2 separate regions of the Mus musculus genome follow, and region 2 is linked to region 1. A link is a contact called in public Hi-C data. All regions are on one chromosome and are shown on one strand. Each heading gives the region's core, a stretch centred on a gene start, on an enhancer-like site or on the middle of the called end of the contact. The rest is flanking DNA. Distances are from core to core; before and after follow the strand shown. Region 1 holds the start of Gigyf2 (GRB10 interacting GYF protein 2). Region 2 overlaps Gigyf2 (GRB10 interacting GYF protein 2).

Evidence for each region. A called contact is a pair of places that touch in the nucleus more often than the background predicts.
Region 2: a Hi-C map of CD8 T cells shows a contact between it and region 1, with 2.0 times the contacts expected there. The contact joins the enhancer-like site here to the promoter of Gigyf2 in region 1. A contact is called at or near these places in 1 of 39 promoter capture datasets (hippocampal neurons), 3 of 484 Hi-C or Micro-C datasets (CD8 T cells, the HL-1 cell line and nephron progenitors), 6 of 115 datasets of contacts at active chromatin or transcription factors (embryonic stem cells, extraembryonic endoderm stem cells, fetal liver and 1 more) and 4 of 9 other capture datasets (adipose tissue, embryonic stem cells, liver and 1 more).

Annotation. Positions count from the first base shown.
Region 1 is chr1:87,324,603-87,330,621 of GRCm38.p6, forward strand. It overlaps Gigyf2 (GRB10 interacting GYF protein 2), which reads left to right and starts at 2,396. Exons shown (of 29, transcript NM_146112.4): 1 at 2,396-2,490.
Region 2 is chr1:87,413,221-87,419,617 of GRCm38.p6, forward strand. Gigyf2 (GRB10 interacting GYF protein 2) reads left to right here. Exons shown (of 29, transcript NM_146112.4): 15 at 3,598-3,764; 16 at 5,868-5,959. Among named protein-coding and RNA genes, the nearest start is that of Kcnj13, 22 kb to the left of the region's middle. Within about 2 kb of position 4,856, at least 7 of the 459 cell types and tissues checked have an H3K27ac peak or open chromatin away from gene starts, as enhancers often do. A contact at or near this core is called in CD8 T cells and memory CD8 T cells, where this site is marked.

The sequences.
Region 1 (6,019 bases), core at 1,146-3,645:
CTTCATGATGTCTTGGGCTTTGGTGCCCTGGGATGACCGGACTGGCAGGGCCAGATTCCTCTAGTGGTTTTTTCCACTCACTCTTCTGGCTGTTGATGCTAGCTGTTGGCTGAGGCTTCAGTTGGGACTGTTGATGAAAAAGCCACACACATGGGCCTCTTCTTGTGGTTTAAACTCAAGGCAGTATTCTAATTAACCCTAATTGTCAATTTGACACAGCCCAGAGTCATCTGAGAGGAATGGGTTTCCCATTGAGGAACTGCCTAAATTAGATTGGCCTGTGGGCTTGTTGATAGGGGATTGCCCAGGTTGTTAACTAATGTAGAAGGGCCTGGCCCACTGCAGGCAGCAAAATCCCTGGGCAGGCAGTCCTGGGTTGTCTAAGAATACTTGTAAGAAGTGGGCCTAGGAACAAGTTTGTAAGCAACCCTTTCCATGTTTTCTGCTTTGAGTTCCTGCTTAAATTTTCATTGTGAGCCAGGTAATGGCGGTACATGTCTCAGCCCCAGTACATAGGAGATAGAGGCAGACAGAGCAATGTGAGTTCAAGGGCAGCCTAGTCTACAGAATGAGTTCAGGACAGCCAGAGCTTTGTGGAGAAACCCTGTTTTGAAAAATCAACCAACCAACCAAACCAAACCAAATTAAAGACACCTTTTCTTGAGAGCATATCCTTGCTCATCAGGGTCAGCAACACCGGAAGCTGGCAGTAATACAGCTCTTCAATGGGCCCTTCAGACTTTCATGCTGCTGAACTTATCTGGTGTCATCCATATTTTCCTTTTCCTTTGTTCTCTCCCCATGTATTAGCTACCTTTCCTGTTGCTGTAATAAAATACCCCAAAAGAATTTGCTTAAGAGGCAAAGGCCTTATTTTGGTTCACAATTCAAGAGTATGGTCCACCTTGGGAGTAGTCACATTGCTTCCAAGGTCAGGAAGTTGAGACTGATGGAACCTTTGAATGTTTCTGTGTAGCTTTTTCACTTAGGTCTTATACACTATAGAATTCTAGCTTATGGAATGGAATGGTATTTTCCACTTTACCTACTCTCGGGTTTCCCCACATCAAATAACATAATCTAGATAATCTCTCATAAATTTGCTCAGATATTTGTTTCCATGATGAATCCAAATCCCATCATGTTGACAGTCAAGATTAATGATCACAGTCAAGATTAATGATCATTCTCTGAATTTAATGCTCTTTTATACAGTCTCTCTTTGAAAGGGAATCAAGACTCAGGAAGGGAGGCAGAGGAGGAAGTTGGTATATATATATATATATATATATATATATGTATGTATGTATGTGTGTGTGTGTGTGTGTATTTTTTTTCCAAGTGTTGAATCCAGGGCTCCCAAACGACTAGGTTGGGAGTCTGCCACTGTGTTCTGAAACTTAAGTTTATGTTGATGGGAAGACCTATGATAAATGCTGGAGGATATTTTGCAGTGATTGTGTGAAACTGAGTGGATCCCAAACACCAAAGGTAGTAGAAAGGCAGGAAAAGACTAATGGTCCCAGAAAGACCCGGGTGACTTGAAATGGTAGATGTACCAGGTTTAGCAAATCAAAGTATATAGTATGTCCAGCTAAACATGAGTTTCAGAAAGACAGCAGATTAATTTCCTGTATTCTGTATTGCCGGGTTTACTATTCGTTATCTCGCAACCCTAAAATGGGAAGGCAGTATATATAAGGGGGTTGTAGGTCCACATGTAGTGGAAGGGTGTAGTAACTTTTTTTTAGTTTTTCGAGACACGGTTTCTCTGTATAGCCCTGGCTGTCCTGGAACTCTGTAGATCAGGCTGACCTTGAACTCAGAAATCGATCTGCCTCTGCCTCCCAAGTGCTGGGATTAAAGGTGTGAGCCACCACTGCCTGGCTAGGTGTAGGAACTTTTAAAACCTTCCCAGCTGTCACATTCCAGTACTCCAGGATGAATTTCCAGTTCTATAAGAAAGGAAACTGCTTTGAATTTCAGCTTTACCATTTGCCCCATGATGGACCAACTGGCAGGAAAATGCTAGACCAAATGCTGTGGAAAAGTTCTAGCTTGGAAAACCAGCTCATAAATGATGTGGAGATTTTTGTACTGCAACCGGGCACTGGATTGGGTGCATCGGACGGTGAGTCATAGGGCCTCTGGCCAGGCTCCAATTAGGGACACCAGTTCAACTCTAGGGCCATAGGAGATGCAGCCAAAGGCCCCACTGTGCGCCTGCGCTACTCAGGCTCCGTCCTCGCCCGGCCCTGCATCCGGGTCTCAGGGAGGGGCGTGTCCGAGGGGAGGGGCAGGCCGTCGAGGAAGGGAACGATGTCGTGGGAAGCTGGAGAGCAGGGAGGGAGTGAGGCGGGGATGTAGGCGGGGCGGGGGGCGGCGCGGCGCGCGGGGTCACGTGACGTGCGTGGCGACGTGTCGGCCATCTTGTGTTGTTGAGGCTGAGGATTGACTTGGGTTCTGAGAGACTCCTGTCCCGGACCGCAGGTAACCAGTGGCTCGGTGTGTGTCTCCCCTGCCCGCGGCCATCCCGCGCCCAGTCCCCGCCATAGCGCCCCGAGCTGCCGTGGCCCGGCGCCCACCGTCGCGTCCCCGCCGCTCCGGCCCGAGCCGGCCGCATGGACACACTCAGGCTGCCCGGCAGCGGCCACGGCCGCTGCCGGCTGGGGGCGTCAGACCTGGGGACAGGGCAGGTGCGAGGTCAGCAGGAGCCTCCTCCCGTGCGAGGGTCCCGGCAGTCCAGGGAGCGTCCCGGCCGAGGGCAGCCCCCTGCTTTCGCCCCCGTGGCATCGCGGGGGAAGCCGAGGAGAGGAGGCGGGAGGCGGGGTGGGCAGTGTCAGGCCGGAGGGTTCGCCTTCCGCTGCCCGCTCCTCGGGGCTGGTCGCCCGCACAGCCTCGGGGTACCCCGGCTAACAGCTGCTGCGAGCCGACAGCTGCTCCTGCCGGCGCTCCTGCCCGCACCTGCCCCAGGGAGGTGCGCCCTTGCCTTCTCCACCGAGCATCTGGACTGGGGAAGACTGCTTCTAGGGCTGGAGGACTGGTCTTGAGCAGGCCCCAGGCAAGGTGGAGTCATGATCTGATCCTGGGACTGAGAGGCTTGGGAAAGTAGAGCCCCGGGCAGCCCCGGGGACCCGAATGTTCATACCGGCTTGAAATGGGCAAGCAGTTTCCCACGAAGCACTCTTGAACACTTTGGTTTTGTAGCTGAAATATAAATCAAGCCAGCAAGTAAGGAAGGGTGTGAAAGGAGCTGATTGTGTGACCGCGTTTGGGAAGCAGTAACGTTGCTTTGCATTTATCTAGTACGGTCTCCCCTCACCTCCAGTTTTCTCGAAAGTCAAAGCACTTAAACACACCTAGTGGTTCTATTAGGAAGGTAAGTATTCCAACATAACTTAAGAAATGAAGGGACTCAATCAGTGATGGCTTCCCACCTAGTCCCATCTACCTTGAATTATAGGTAATTATGTTTCAGAGTGTTGTATACAGGGATTGTAGTCTTCCTTATGTAGTTACTCCTCTTTAGTAACAAATGACTTCCTAAATTACAAAAACTATTATCCTACTTTTTGTACATGAGTTTTCATCCTTTTTTGTGGCTCTGACTGGCAGAATTTTTCCTTTTGGTTAGAACATATACTTTGTCTTCATTTAATGATATTTCCCTAATGTAGCAGCTTTTAGATTGCCTAGACTGGGATATGTACTTCACTGTCACATAAGAAGACACTAGGAAAACATTTAGAAGTGACATATGTCTGGAAAAATACCAACGTTGAAGATGTTGGTGATTTGCTAGAAAGAAAAAGACCATACCTTTTTTGGTACTTGACAAAGGATTTAGAGTTTTGTGGCTGGGGAAGAAGAGATTATGTACTGTATGCTGCCATTCTTGTCTTTTCCTTTCTTTTCTGTTTGACTACAAGTACTACAGTATGTAGTGTGAATGCTGAGGGACAAACATTTCTGTTTGTGTTGCGCTCACTTCTGGACATCTAAATACTTAAGTAAAAATATACAAATACTTCTTGATGTGATGATTGGGCTGTGTCCCTTAAATTGATTGAAAGTTGAAGTATGTAAGCTGAAATTGCATTTAAAGCTATCAGTCTGCTGCCCATTAATAACAGCAAAGCCTCCTATAGAATCTTGATCATCTCCCGCTTGTATGGTTAGATTTTATGTGATTTTGTGACTCTCTGGTCCTAGCCAGCAATGCCAGGGAGTATTGTACTACATACATATTGTTAACTCAGGAAGAAATCATAATTAGAAATATGAAGAATGATTTCTACTGAGTCCATATTGTTTTTACCTCATAGTAGAGTGCAAACTCTTGTTAAGTTGAACATTTCTGTGTAGGGACCATCTGTTTATGTAGGAGTAACGGGAAAAAGAAAAAGAAGAGAGATAGGGGGACTGGATAACAATTGTGGGAAGGGTTAATTTTTAAATTTAGTCCTGTGAGGAGACTTTACAGGTAAGCTAAAATTTGAGGAAACACCTGATAGGTAGAGGGCAGGGTCCTTCACCAAGAGGAAAAGAGGGCAAAGATCCTGAGATGAGAAGATAAAACTTAGGTGGGACCTATCTAAGGCTTGCTAGGAAGAGGACTGAGGCTAACTAGTCTGGGGAGACTGAAAGAAACTGATCAGATGTATTTACCCACCTCTTTGGCAGGAAGATGAGGTGGACCATTCACTGCTCTGGAGTCTTTTTTTTTTTTTGGGTGGGATGGGGTGGGGTGTTTCCAAGACAGGGTTTCTCTGTGTAGTCCTGGCTGTCCTGGAACTCACTCTGTAGACCAGGCTGGCCTTGAACTCAGAAATCTGCCTGCCTCTGCCTCCCAAGTGCTGGGATCAAAGGCGTGCACTACCATGCCCAGCTGGAGTGTGTGTGCGAGCAATCCAGGCTGACCTGAAATTGCCCTTCTCTTACCTCAGTCTCCCCAGTTTCTGAGATCTATGGAAAAGTCTTAAGAAAATCAGGTTTTATAGACTTGAGCCAAGATCCCTCCTTTCCCGTTCATTTGGAAAACTCGGGATGTTCATCTATTTCAGGAATTATAATGGATTTCTTAAAAGTAAGTTTTTAGATGTGATTGGTGTTAGACTGCCTGGAAATGCTTTTTAAAAGGAATGGCTTTTTGTTTTGTTGGTTTTGTTTTTTTGTTTTTGATTTTTCCAGACAGGGCTTCTTGATGTAGCCTTGGCTGTCCTGGAACTTGTTCTAGACCAGGCTAGCCTCTTCCTCCTGAGCACTGTGATTAAAGATGTTTACCAACACTGCCTGGCAAGAAATGGCTTTTAAAGAAGGATATCCCAGCTTCATGATTGACTAGGACATTTTGCAAACTCAGGGACTACCTGGTAACGTGGTAACTAAGATTCAGAAGAGCTAGGAATATAGCTTAGGCTTAGATCACTTGCCTAGCATGCCTGATGACCAGGTTGAATCCCCAGTACTGCCTAAACAAAAAAAAGAATAGAAATTTCAGAATATTTGGAAGTGAGGAACTGTTCTCAGGCACTGGTGATTAAGGAGTATAATCAAATGAATCAGTATATTAACCCAGGTTATCCACAGTTGGTTAGTGAAGAGTTTCTTTTACTTCTATACAGTCCAGCCTAGTTCTAATGGGCTCTCCTAATTTCTGTGGAGATCCCTTTTATCATTTTGCTTGTGTAGAATGTTTTCTATTTTTCTTTTTTTACCTTATAAGCTAGATTTCAAATTAATTTGTTGCTTAGTAGGCTGGGGACTTTTTTCTGAGGGCCTTCCAGCGTATTTTCATATTCATAAATGGACAATTTAATAACTTTTTATTTTAACTTACCTGATAAATTTTAGTATTTTGACTTTCGGAGCTTTATTTTGCTGATAGATTGACTGTATGAAAAATAATAGTAGACTTGCTTCAAAGTCATGTGAAGATAGGAATTCCAAGGCAGAGTGTGATTGGAGCTTTGCAGCTAGAGGACATAGTTATGGTGGTGCTGAGGTAGTGTTCTAACTC
Region 2 (6,397 bases), core at 3,606-6,105, 91 kb after region 1:
GCACTATAAATATGTGTATCTTTTAGTCTCCTGATTTGTCATCTCTGAGGCTTACTTCCATCTGCTAACCTCTGTACAATCTAATCTAGGCCCAGAGTGTTTTCAGCCTCTGAGACTTACTATTGAATAAGCTCACCCCTCTCTAGTTGGCTCACTCAACTCAGCTGATCTGGCTAAATCTCCTCTCCATTCTAATTGATTCAATCTATCTTCTCAGTTTCTTACTGAATTACTCTGCTTGGCCTCAAACATTGACATTCTGTTCTAATCTTCTGGCTCCTTTTCTTTCTCTGGCTTGTTCTATCTTTATGCTTGTCTAGCTTGCTCTCTCTTTAACCCCCCTCTGTAAAACTCTCACAGTAAAAGTGCCTCTTTCTCCTTCCTCTTTTTTTTTCTCTCTGCACTGCTCTTGAGTAGCCTTTCTCTTCTCTCTCTCTCTCTCTCTCTCTCTCTCTCTCTCTTTTTAAGATTTTATTTATTATTATACATAATAATAATTATTATAATAATAATAATTATAATAATAAATTATACATAAGTACACTGTAGCTGTTTTCAGACACGCCAGAAGAGGGTGTCAGGTGTGGTTGTGAGCCACCATGTGGTTGCTGGGATTTGAACTAAGGACCTTCGGAAGAGCAGTCAGTGCTCTTACCCACTGAGCCATCTCTCCAGCCCTCCTTTTTCTTCTCATGAGAGTTTGGCATATCCTATTTTGTCAAATCAGCTTGTCTGCCACTCAGTTCGACACCACTTTCAAACATGGGTGTTTCTTTCTGCAAACTAACTTTACATTCATTGTTTGGGATTAAAGGTGTGTGTACTAAGGGTGTGTTTACATTCCAGCCAGAGGGATTAAAGGTGTAATCTAAGGGCTAAGCCATACCACAACTAGAAACAGTTTTTTCAGTAAATAACACAATCTTGGGGTTCACAGTGTGACCACATATCCTGCAACAGACATGCTCAGACCTACCTGCTTCTCTATCATATTTGTAACTGTCTCTATAGCTGCTGTGCTGTTTTATGTTCTTGCCAAAGGTACACAGGATTCTCATTTGTCTACATCCGTGCTCACTTTTGGTTTATTTTGTAGTTGTTGGGATATCCCATTGTATGTACCGTTTGTTTGAGCGGAGGGAGTTTAGCCCCTGGTGAGCTCCAGCTCTAATTCTCCTGACTTGGCCTCAAGGGCGCTGGGATTACGGATGCCTTCTCCCAAACCTAGAGTGCTGTGGTGTCTGGCTCTGATTGCTGTGTTGAGCATCTTTACCTGTGTTTATGTCTAAAGGAGTTTTTCCCTTTCTCAGCCTCTATCTCCCTTTTTGAGATGATATCTTGTATTACTTACACTGATTTCACACTTCTGGGCTGAAGGCCCCTGCCCCAGCCCTCCGTAGTAGCTAGAAATAATAAAGCCAACAGACACAATTATTCTACTAGGCATGTTTGTGTGTACCTGGTGGTAGGTCCTTTTTTTGTTTCTAAAGATTATTATTTATTATCACTATTTATGTATTTGCATGTTGTGTGAAGCCAGAGGACAATTCTATGGAATTGGTTCTGCATTTTCACCTTTCCTTGAGTTTCAAGGGTGGAACTGGGGTCACTGGGTTTAAGTGCTCATACTTACTGAGCCATCTTGCTGGCCCAGATCTTTGTCTTCTTACAGGTGTTTACTTTTTTTTTTCCATTTTAAATTTTGTGTGTGTGTGTGTGTGTGGGGGGTTATATGTACATGTGTATCAGGTGTTTGTAAGCTGACATATGATGCTGGAACCCAAACCTGCATCTTTTGCCAGAGCAATGGGTGTTTTAACTGGGAACCATCTGTGTGTGCGATGGTGGTGGGCAGGTGCACACATGGTGTGGAAGTCAGAGGACAACTTGCAAGTGTTGATTCTCTTCACTGTGTGGTTCCCAGAGATCTTTCTCAAGTTAGTTGTCAGGCTTAGTGGTAACCATTTTAACCGACTTCTCATCTTTCATCTTTTTTATTTCCTAATGTTTTTTAGTTCAACTCTTTTGCATATATAATATATAAAATGCTTCACAGATTTGGGTGTCATCCTTGCATAGGGACCATGCTATTCCAGTTTTTTTAGTATATGTGCTACCAAAGTAAGCTCTCATCCTTAGGATAAAAAAGGTGGTGTAAATATTTCTGCACCATATGTAATGTACCATATAAAATATTGGTAACCCTTCCTTCCCCACCATTATAGTCAGCTTACTCATACATTTTTATAAGTTGAATGAAGCATCTTATTCCAAGAGTAAGTTTAACTTTATCATTGTTTATTTAGTGTATGTGGAGTGTACAAGTACACATAGAGACATACACATTCTTTTAGCCATAAATTATTTGGAAGTGGTTTTAGCTTCTAAGCTAGGGATTTTCCTGTTAGTATTCTGGTGTGTGAGTGTGTGTGTGTGTGTGTGTGTGTGAGAGAGAGAGAAAGACAGACAGACAGACAGACAGACAGACAGACAGACAGACAGACAGTGTGTGCGTGTATCAGCGCATATATACACACATATTCTGTGGTGATGCGGTGTTTTATTTTAATTAAAAATTTGGAGGGGATCAGTTGTGGTTGTGCATGCCTTTAATCCCAGCACTCTGGAGGCAGAGGCCAGAAACTGGTAGATCTCTGTGAGTTTGAGACAAGCCTGGTCTGTAAAACAAATTCAGTACAGCCAGGGCTATTACACAGACCAAACCTGTCCAGAAAAAACAAAAAAAAAACAAAAAAAAAAAAAAAAAAAGAAAGAAGAAACAAAAATGGGATTACTGGATAAATGACTTAACAGTTAAAAAAGTGCTGCTCTTCCAGAGGACCCAGGCTTACTCCCAGGATCTACATAGTTATATAGTCAGACCCATCTGTAACTCAGGTTCTGGGGATCCCACACCCACTCTGGCCTCTGTGACCAGCCACATATGTGGTACAGAGACATTCCTATAGGCAAAACACCCATTCATACCTAAAAAAAATTTTTAATGCTAAAAAAATACTGAAAATTTGTCTCTGTTCTGTAAGTTTTTATGTTTAAAGTGCTCAACTAAAGAATGCTATTTTTTTCTCAAGGCCAGATTTGGTCTAGTTGGGTACATTCATTGCAGTTTGCCTTAGTTCAGTTGATGATTGCTTTTTACAAATCACTAATCTCCAACAGAACATAACAAATGTAGCCCTGAGAATTTAGTGATCATATCCAGCACATGCTATCAGCTCGTCAGTGTATTTTACGCTCCTGATGTGAGTTGTTGCAGAGGGCGAGACGGTTATTCTGCGTATAGTCATTAAAGCATTGGTGACAAATTTGAGACGCGTCAGGCTGGAGCTTGCTCGGGGGTGAGACTCAGCAGCAGGGTACTTGCTGAAAATGAGTAATGTCCTGGCTTAAACTCCCAGCTTGGGGACACAACATTGTGCATTTCAAAATTTAATTCCCTTTGTATCTAATTTTAAAAAATCTTATTTGTTACTTTTTGAGGTAAGCTGGTATTCTATAAAATTTTGAATGAACATGAGACTCAGGGAATATACTTATTTTTGAGCCTGACAGCATTCTCACTCCCCTTGTGTTTAGGTCCCTTTAACAATCAGGAGATGGCCGAGTGGTTTCAGGCGGGCTATTTTACTATGTCTTTGCTGGTGAAGAGAGCATGTGATGAAAGCTTCCAGCCCCTTGGTGATATCATGAAAATGTGGGGAAGGGTTCCTTTCTCTCCAGGCCCAGCTCCCCCTCCTCATATGGTGAGTATCTTCCCACTTGCCTGAGATTCACAGTAGACACAGGAGTACTTGTTTCTCTTTGAATGACAACCAGGGTTGCAGTGAAGGAAGAAAGAATGGTAGTTTCTCTTTCTTTTTCTTTGATACAGGGTTTTGGCCTGGAACTTGCTCTGCAGACCAGGTTGACCTCAAACTTGTGGTGGTTCTCTTGCTCCTACCTAAGTTGCTGGGATCATAGGCATGAACTACCATACCCAACCTGGTAGTTTCATAGAAGTAAATTGAAATGATAATGGGCATTTTTGAATGGGAGAATTGTATACTGAACACTAATGACCTTTTCAGAACTTACTGTGCATTCATCTATATATACTGTATAAAATCTGTCGGTGGTTTTCTAACCAATAAAGAATGAGACCAATATCTTATCCTGACCTAACCTGTAGGTCCTTTATGGTCTGACTCTCTCCCTTTCATAGCTCATGTCAAAGCTTTTATCTTCTGTGTTTCAAAATGGCTGGCCTCTGAAAAGTTCTTATTACTTTTACTTAGAATGTACACTTTTCCTCTCACCTCTATCTCCTTCTTATTTTCTGGCTCATAAAATTTCTTGAACTTGAGGCTTATCCAAATATAAGTGCCACTTACTGTGTTAGGATATTTTGAAGGCCTAATCCTTTGGCTGGGAAAATTTTCTCTTGAGGCTGGCCTTTCTCAGTTGAGTTGCTAGTAGAGGTTGCTATGTGTGTGTCTGTCTATGTTTTTATTAAATTGAAGCAAGTAGTGGTTGTCCATTGATAAAAGTGATACTATTTAATTTACCATGAATACTGGATTTCTGCAGTAACCTGATGTTGACTTACACAGCTATACTGAGGCTACCAGTGTTATTTTCACGGTAATTGTTTGATAGGTGGCAGTGAATGTGCTGTATCCTCTGTTATTAAAGGATGAGACTCACTGGCTTGCTGGCCATCATACTTTCTCTTCCATGATTCATACATTATTTTTGAGAATTGTTTCTTTTCAATCACAAGAACAATTATAGTGAATCATTACTTGAATTTACCTGACAAGTTTGAGCCTTATTTCCTGTCTTAAAGTTGAAATGTGACTTTGATGTGTCAGGAGCTAAAAGCTGCTCGCTTGGTTTTTGGCATGTTCTCACCCCTTGTTTTCTCCAGTCACAGTCTGCATCTCTTTAGTTGAAGCTGTACCTAAGCCTCGGTCTGTACCCTTCAAGGGGAAACTTTTGGGAAGCTCAGGTTGCTTGTTACCTGCTACCTCCTTCCTCAAAGCACTGATAAGAGAGCTGACTTTCACAAGCAGAACTCTTAAAACCCAGCTACTCGTGTGAAGTGTTGACTAGACCTTACTCCTGATATCTCTGAATTTAGGATTCTTCCTGCCCTAACCCATTGTATGTCAGATGCTTTATTCCAAGCTATAATCAGTAAGCCAGAAAAATACAAGTTCATATATGGTTTGCCTAGGGGTTAGTCTGTTATCTTAGGTTTTTATTTTTATTACTATAAACCTTATATTTTCTTTGCCTCTATTTTAACTTTACAAAACTAAAATTTCAGCCATCTTCTTTGAATTATTTTGAAATACAATGAAAATACTATTAGCCTGTGTTTCCACCTTCCAGTGTATAACTAGCGTTAGAAATCCCTAATTTGAGGGAGGAGTTCTCATCCTATCAGCTGTTAGGTCACTTTACTCTTTTTCATGTTGTCCTGTTTCTGTGATTTTTATGTGATCTTTAAAACAAGCCACCAAGATTTAGAGTGCTGGGTAATTTCTCAATTACAGTAACAGATTGGTAGATCACAGTTCAGCTTTCAGTTTGAAGTAGTGGATGACAGTGCTGAGTAAGGACTGCTTGTGACTTATGTTGGTAATGCCACCTCATACCACTAGGTGGCATTGCTTGGTTTTTTAAGGTAATGGGGTTTTTAGTTAAGGGTTTGAAGGGCACAAGTTTGGAGTAGGAAGCAAAGGTCTTGCGTGTGGTGTGCTATGTGTGTGCGTGTGCATGTGTGTAGGTGTGTATACTCGATGCTATGTATGCTCATTGCTGTCTATCTCATGGTGCTTCTTCTTGTACCTCTTTTCCCTCAGGGAGAATTGGACCAGGAACGCCTGACCAGACAGCAGGAACTCACTGCCTTATACCAGATGCAGCACCTCCAGTACCAGCAGTTCTTAATCCAGTAAGAGAGTGATGCAGTAGGATGCACTGCAGCATCAAAAGAACCTGACATAGAATCTGCTTCAAGTCTCACCTGTTAGAGTGAGAACTCAAGGCTTCTGTGATTCTTGAGTAGCCTACTAGTGACGTGTGTGCCACTGTCCATCTCATTGTAGCTTGCCTTTTAATTCTAGATTCCAGAGAATGGCATCTAATTAGGTTTTCAGGGTCTTTAGTTGCTGAAGAAAGAGCCAGACAATCATTTTATTGACTAAGTACTTTTTGAGGGGCACAGAGAAAAAACAGAGGAGAAGGTAGGAAGAAGTTAAAGAGTTTGTTGTTAGGAATGGTGTAGAACAACGACCAGCTCACTAAGGTTGTTATCTTACGTGTGTGTGTGTGTGTGTGTGTGTGTGTGTTGAGATATTTAACCGTATAGCCCCGACTGCCGTAAAATTCA